2 separate regions of the Mus musculus genome follow, and region 2 is linked to region 1. Evidence: chromatin contacts called from public HiChIP or PLAC-seq data. All regions are on one chromosome and are shown on one strand. Each heading gives the region's core, a stretch centred on a gene start, on an enhancer-like site or on the middle of the called end of the contact. The rest is flanking DNA. Distances are from core to core; before and after follow the strand shown.

Region 1 (3,169 bases), core at 621-3,120:
CCACCCAGTACAGAGATTGCAAGTGAGTCCTACCACACTCCAGGGCAGATGTTTAAGTCAGCACATTAGTATTTTTTTTCTCCTATCTCTGGATTTCTGTGTCAAACCTAAATATCATTGTGTGGATCATGTAAAGTAGATTTGGATTGTAGTTCTGTAACATTTTATAAAACAACAGATGCCAAAAGCTACATATATGACCAGTATAAAAAATAATCGATTGTTTAAATTAGTTTTAAAACACCTTCCTAATTTATTACTCTAGAGATTATCACATTATTATATACTCAAATCTACTGAAAAGGGAGATTTTAAAAAAATCAGTGATGATATCACACAGATTCTGAAAGAGAGAAACAAATCATCACATAGCATCGTTTACATCAGCCTTCACTGTTGCCATGGTGATGGTCAAATCATCAAAGTCAGCTTCTAGCTTCCAAAGTCAGCTTGTGTGTGTGTGTGCGTGTGCGTGTGTGTGTGTGTGTGTGTGTGTTTTAATTTCTAGCACAATGTTAGTTTTAGTTTTCCCTGGAGACACTTGGGAATGCGGAATTTTATTTTCTTCACATAAAGGCAAAAAAGAACATTGACCAAAGAAGACATTTTTGTAAACCAAATGAGTCACGAGATGAGTATAGAGAAGCATTGCACATCTTGGCACGAATGGTGAAACTGGCCATGTAAGTTTTGCACTATGAATATGACAGTGCCCTGGAGAGTGAAGTTCCTTTTTCATGAGATATTTTCACCTCAGGGCTTTTTGGAGGCTCTGTCTGGGTGAATGGATGCCCATCTTCCTTCATTTGTCACTCCAGAGGACAAACACTGAGTGGAGAAAGAGAGATTGTTCTAGAGAAAAGACTACAGGTAGGTCAGATATCAGTAGCCATTGTGCTTTTTAAAAGAAGAACTTTCAAGTATCAATTGTGACAGAGGATATGGTGTTCATTAGTTTAGCAGGAATACTGTGTCATGAAAGAACTCCAACCATCTCATTTTTCAAAAAAAGATGTTGTTATCCTTTCATCTCATGTGTTCATGCACCAGAATGGACCCAAGGTAATTTTTTACCAGACAGATGCCAACTGTAACTAGGCAACTAGTATAAATAGATGCATAGAAAATAGCCTTTTCCAGGATTAGTTACTGGAACTTATATTTATAAATGGTTTGCACTATGGAACAAAGAAGGAAGTTACCAGTTTTTTACAGAAATCCGGAGCCATCAAAAAGACTTAAAAAAATTGCTTTTTCTCAATGCAACTGCAAGAAAAACAAACAAACAAAACAAGCAAATAATAAGCTAGAACCTGTTACAGATTCGATATTTATGAGGTGAATTTGTTCCAGGTTCATGCATGAGATTTCACAATGGCTAATTATATTCAAATATATCACATATATTACACCTAGTTAGACACACAAATTCAAATACACAAACTATAAGCAAATTTATGTATGGTTTGGGGAAGTGTTGATTTGTTGGCTGGTTGGCTCCATTTGGTTTTTGAAGTTCTCACCTGGAATTTGCTATGTCCTGAAACTTCCGGTGACTCTCCCAAGAGATTACAGGTGTGCCTCTACACACACCAAATAAAGTTATTATCAGTGATCCTTCTTCTGTAAGTTACATATAAAAGTGTTGCGACAGATAGGGAGAGAGAGACATTGCTGGATTCTAATGGGAAGCAGCGGTGATGGTTATATTTTGCTGACGTATGTAGGTTCCTTTAATTTTCAAAAGTTCCTCTTTAGTAGAGGAAGTAGGAAGCAAAATGGCCCGGGTAAAACACGCCCTCCCTGCCCACCAGACCTGAGCTTCTCAATCCTCTGCGGTAAAGGCAGGTGGGGGATGAGGCACCACAACCACACTTCCTTGTTGCCGCTAGCTTTAGCATCAAGGGAGGGGTAGAGGTGGGAGGGGTGAGGAGCGGAGGATGAGAACCAAAGGCCTGGGAGGGTAGGGCTGTGGGTGGGTAAGGTCCTAAAGCTTCCATTGCCTGCAGGTGTGACTAGTATCTTTAAATCTGACTCAGGTCCCTGAGATCTCTGCACCAGCGCACCTGGCCCGGCTCAGAGACCCACACCCATTCGGCCCGCAGGTGAAGGGACCATGGCGCTGAGTCAGCAAGTCTCTGAGTCATTTCCTGGTCGTTGCTTAGATACCTCGACCTTGCACCAGGACACAGCAGAATCAAGCGCATTTTTTTTTTTTTTCCACTCCGTAAACAAAACCCATAGTTTCCTGCCCCGCAGCCAGCTCACTTTAGTGGTTCTCAACAGTGGCGCGGAGCATCCACTAGGCTCAAGTCCACTATCCACCTGGGCGAGCCCTAACGGGTCCCCTGTCTCAGGATACCTGCACCCCATTTGCAACTTAATCCACTGATCCCTGCACCCAATAGCCGCAGTAAAAACTTACTGAGTATGTAATTTTCTCAAATGTGCACTGTAGTCTTTTTCAGCTCGGTGTGTGTGTGTGTGTGTGTGTGTGTGTGTGTGTGTGTGTGTGTGTGTGTGTCTCGCGCGCGCGCGCGCGCCCTGCTGAAACTCTAAACCAGGCTAGCATTGAACTCACAGAAATCTGGATCAAAAGTGTGCTCCACTCTTCCTACCTGCCCAGAGTTTACACTGAAAATTCAAACTGCTTAGTTCTAGACCAGTATTTGATTTTCTCTCTTCCAGTAAGCCACGCCCGCCAAACCACAAGGAGAGGCACTAACAACTATGCAATCAAACATAAAATACATCTTTAAGAAATGTAACTGGGAAATGGCAAACCGTTCCAGCAACCAGGGCCTAAGAAACAGGTAATTCCTGTTAGTTGGCTTTTGCTTTGCTTCTGCATCACCAGATGACTAAGTAACCTTATTTCTACCCAGGTGAGACACTGAGAGTTTTGAGGCTGGCTGGGAAATTCGGGAGGGAGGCTGAGGGAGGCAACGCCTCAAATGGCATCCAAGGGCCCCTTGTTCCACAAGTGTCTTCTCAAGGCTGAAACAAGCATGCCTAAACAGAGACATCTATTGTTACATGCCTGGCTTTTCAACCAGACATGCTGGCTTACAAACCTAAGAAGGGCCTTGTTTGCTTCCCCCAAAGTTTTAACCCTTGAGGAACAATTTTGTATAATCTCAAATTTCAAAAATGTTCATATCCTGGAAAC
Region 2 (3,363 bases), core at 599-3,098, 75 kb after region 1:
AACAATGCTTTGTTGGGAAAGCAAAGGTTTTGGAGTCAGAAAGACTTAATTTCAAATTCTTGCTTCACCACCTTTTCTGTGGCCTCTGGCAAGATTCTTGACCCCTTTGAGCTTCCATTTTGTGGTTTGTAGAGCAGTCAATAGCACCCACGTGGCAGGGTTGTTGGCAGGAGGACAAAGCGATTCTGTAAGATGTGTCACACATGGAGGAAGAACAAAGCTGTTCCTTCTAGTCAAACCTTTGGTACGGAGCTGGTCAAACATTAATGAAGGTCAGGCTTTCTACTAGATAGCCACCAAATGGTAGAAGCTCTTTTTGTACCAGATTATCAAGTCATAAAATGGGGACCCAAGAACTTTACAGTCAATTTTAGGGCACTTACTGCAGAGAACTCGAGTTTTGAGGACACTTGCAGGCAAGCATGTGTTGATTTGGGCTCAGACCCAGGTTCTCCTGTGTGACTCTGGGTTAGTTACCCTACGTTTCTGGGCCCCACTTTATGACGTGCAAGTATAGATAAACAGTATCCACCCCAGAGTTCTGTAAGACACAGAACCCACACTCTTCCCTGTCTGCTCTTCTCCTAGTAAAATGGCCAAGCACCTCACACCCTGTCTAAGGGTAGTCCTCCTATGTGCACTGGCTCTCACCTCCTGTTGGCCTTCTAAGAAATTGTCCCTGTCTACTCTTTCTAGATCTCTCTACCAATCCCTGCACCAGGTCACTCAGCTCATTCCCACCAATGCTTATATTTAAGCCTCTCTCGCATTAAAGGAAAAAGCAGCCCACCAGATTCAGAGCCCACTCAATTCTGGAAAAAATTGACTTTCATTTTCTCTATTTTCCTCACCTCCTCTTTCTCACTTCCTTCAGATCTGCGATTGTACTCACTCCAGTCCAGTAAAGCCCAGGCTTCCATAAAGCACCCTTCAACAGGTGGTTTTTAAATTTTAGTTTTTGTTTTTAACTAATCTGACTCCCCCCTTCTTGTTAGTCACTCCCTGTTTTAAAACACTCTTCCTTGAGTCCCTTGACATTTCTTTTTTTATATAAAAGATTTATTTATTTTATATATGTAAATACACTGTAGCTGTCTTTAGGCACACCAGAAGAGGGTGTCGGATCTTGTTATGGATGGCTGTGAGCCACCATGTGGTTGCTGGGATTTGAACTCAGGATCTTCAGAACAGCAGTCAGTGATCTAAACTGCTGAACCATCTCTCCAGTCCTGTCCCTTGACATCCTAAGCTGCTGCTTTTCCTCATTTCTCTTGGTTTTGTTCTCAGTCTCCCTGTTACCGCCTCCTTTTCTTCCTTCTATGTTATCTTTCTCAATGACAATACATGGGCCTTCTTTTCTTTCCACCTTGAACCTGCTCCTGAATGGACCAGGGCTACCCGTCTCAACATTAGCATAATGACAGTCCTCTTGGACAGGCCTCTCACACCCATCATAGATATACTCCATGCGTTCACACCCTACTTCTCTAGATAGGTGGGAAAGCTGACTTCAGGGTTTAGGAATATTCGTGCAGGCTTAAACGGAAAGGAAATTCTAACATAACAACTCTTAATTCATCTTCCTACTTTGTTTCATCCCATCCCAAATCTATCTTGCTCACTGGGCCAAGCTAAAGTTTCTGAAATACATTCTTGAATATGTTGCAACATGTCCTCAGGACAAAGCCAGTCTTCCAGGAGAGGCTGCACAAGCTATCACCTGCCCACTGCTCCACAGTGGCTTTCTGTGCCTGAAGCATTCTCTCAGGAGCTCAAGGCAGGCTAATAGTGGCAGGGAGTGAAGGTCCCGGGAGCAACCAATAGGGAAGAGTGTGTGAAATCCACACCCTGTTCCCCAGCTGAGCACCATTGCTTAGAGGCCTGTCCTACACAGCCACCAACTGGCTGAAGGTACTGAGAGGCAATTGTTAACACAGCGTTTATGGGCTTTCTTCTTTTCCTGTCTCATTTCTCTGACTCTTCATTATTGTATTTTTTTTTTTTTTGAGAATTACTTTTCAAATAAACCACTAAAGCCAGGCAAATGTCACAGTCTTGTTGTTTCTGCTGCTTTTGAGGTTGAAGCAGGAGGATCGTTTGATCCAGGAATTCAAGGACAGACTACAAAACATAGTGAAACCTTGTCTAAAATAAAGACATACGTATAAATAAGCAAGTTAGTTGATAAGCAAATAATTTAAAGCCTTGTCTCAGTTTTTCCTTTTGCGATCCTCCATCCTGAGACAGGTTCCTGGATATAGTTTAATAGTCCTTTTATCAGGAGGTTTCAAAGTCTTTTCAACATCATCCCTGTGTTTGCCAGTTTGCACTCTAGCCAATGGTTCACAGAACTTCTTTCAGCTTCCTCACGTTCTCCTTCCTTGAGGTCTTTGCACACAGTTTCCTAGAACACTACCTACTAGCCATCATCTGACTGATTCAAATCTCAGTCTCCTGCTTAAGTACCACCCCTGGGCTGGGTGCCTAACTTAGTGGTGCAGTAGTACCAGGAAGTGAAGGCAGAAAGTGTGCACAGCTCTGGGTTTTACCCTCAGTACTGATGAGAGAAGACATTCGGAAGCCCTGGTTCCGGTTCTGTGCTCTATTTATCTGATCTAAGAGCATCCCGTTCCTTTCTGAAATGCATAGATCTTCTGGCTTTTGATTGTCTGCTTCTACCCATACTGTTTAAATTTCAGAGTTCCAACCATCTCTGATGCTCATCACAGCACTAGAGAAAGCTACTACATTTCCAGATACAGTGTAAAGCTTTGTAAACAAGGCCTGACACATTTCAGGCCCCAGAAGTGTTTTATGTGAATGTAAAGACCCACTCCCATACTCAAACAAATTACAAATAGCATAGTAGCTGAACAGAAAGACGTGGTTCAGAGGGCCATGGGATACTGTGGCCCACTTCCTTCCAGTCCCCACCTGAGTCACTCTGTGAACACAGACCTCCAACTAGAGAAAGTATAAAACAGCTTTCAACAAAAAGAGCATAAGCCATGTTGTCTTTGAAGAGTCATCACTGTCAAGATAGCATAATTTTGAACTGATCGAAAGATAGTTTTGATAACTGAGCAATGTGTTCCCAAAGTTTACTAACAAACTCTTCTATGCTTTGGCAACAGAAGAGTCAGGCTACATCCTAGTTAAGGCAACCATTGAGTACCAACAGAGCAGTTTGGGTCTGACAGCTCTCCTTCCAGTGCTGACTGCCAGTCAGACAGTGGGGGTTGGGGGTGGGGGTCAGGAGAGAGGGCGAGAAGAATGAGAAACCCTACATACAATCATTATGCTCACTCAGTTTTGTCCAGTTCCTTCCTTCCATGTACTTGCCTCTGCTGAGAATGGGAAATA

The links. HiChIP or PLAC-seq counts read pairs in DNA pulled down with a chosen protein or histone mark.
Region 2: a BATF HiChIP or PLAC-seq map of CD8 T cells shows a contact between it and region 1, with 9 read pairs. The contact joins two enhancer-like sites. A contact is called at or near these places in 7 of 39 promoter capture datasets (the C10 cell line, the HPC-7 cell line, cranial neural crest and 4 more), 1 of 15 datasets of contacts at CTCF or cohesin (CD8 T cells), 7 of 484 Hi-C or Micro-C datasets (CD4 T cells, LSK cells, Th1 cells and 4 more) and 6 of 115 datasets of contacts at active chromatin or transcription factors (CD8 T cells, embryonic stem cells, epiblast stem cells and 3 more).

Annotation. Positions count from the first base shown.
Region 1 is chr3:93,504,326-93,507,494 of GRCm38.p6, forward strand. No RefSeq gene overlaps it. Among named protein-coding and RNA genes, the nearest start is that of S100a11, 15 kb to the right of the region's middle. Within about 2 kb of position 1,871, at least 161 of the 459 cell types and tissues checked have an H3K27ac peak or open chromatin away from gene starts, as enhancers often do. A contact at or near this core is called in CD8 T cells and regulatory T cells, where this site is marked.
Region 2 is chr3:93,579,378-93,582,740 of GRCm38.p6, forward strand. No RefSeq gene overlaps it. Among named protein-coding and RNA genes, the nearest start is that of Gm40093, 16 kb to the right of the region's middle. Within about 2 kb of position 1,849, at least 36 of the 459 cell types and tissues checked have an H3K27ac peak or open chromatin away from gene starts, as enhancers often do. A contact at or near this core is called in CD8 T cells and regulatory T cells, where this site is marked.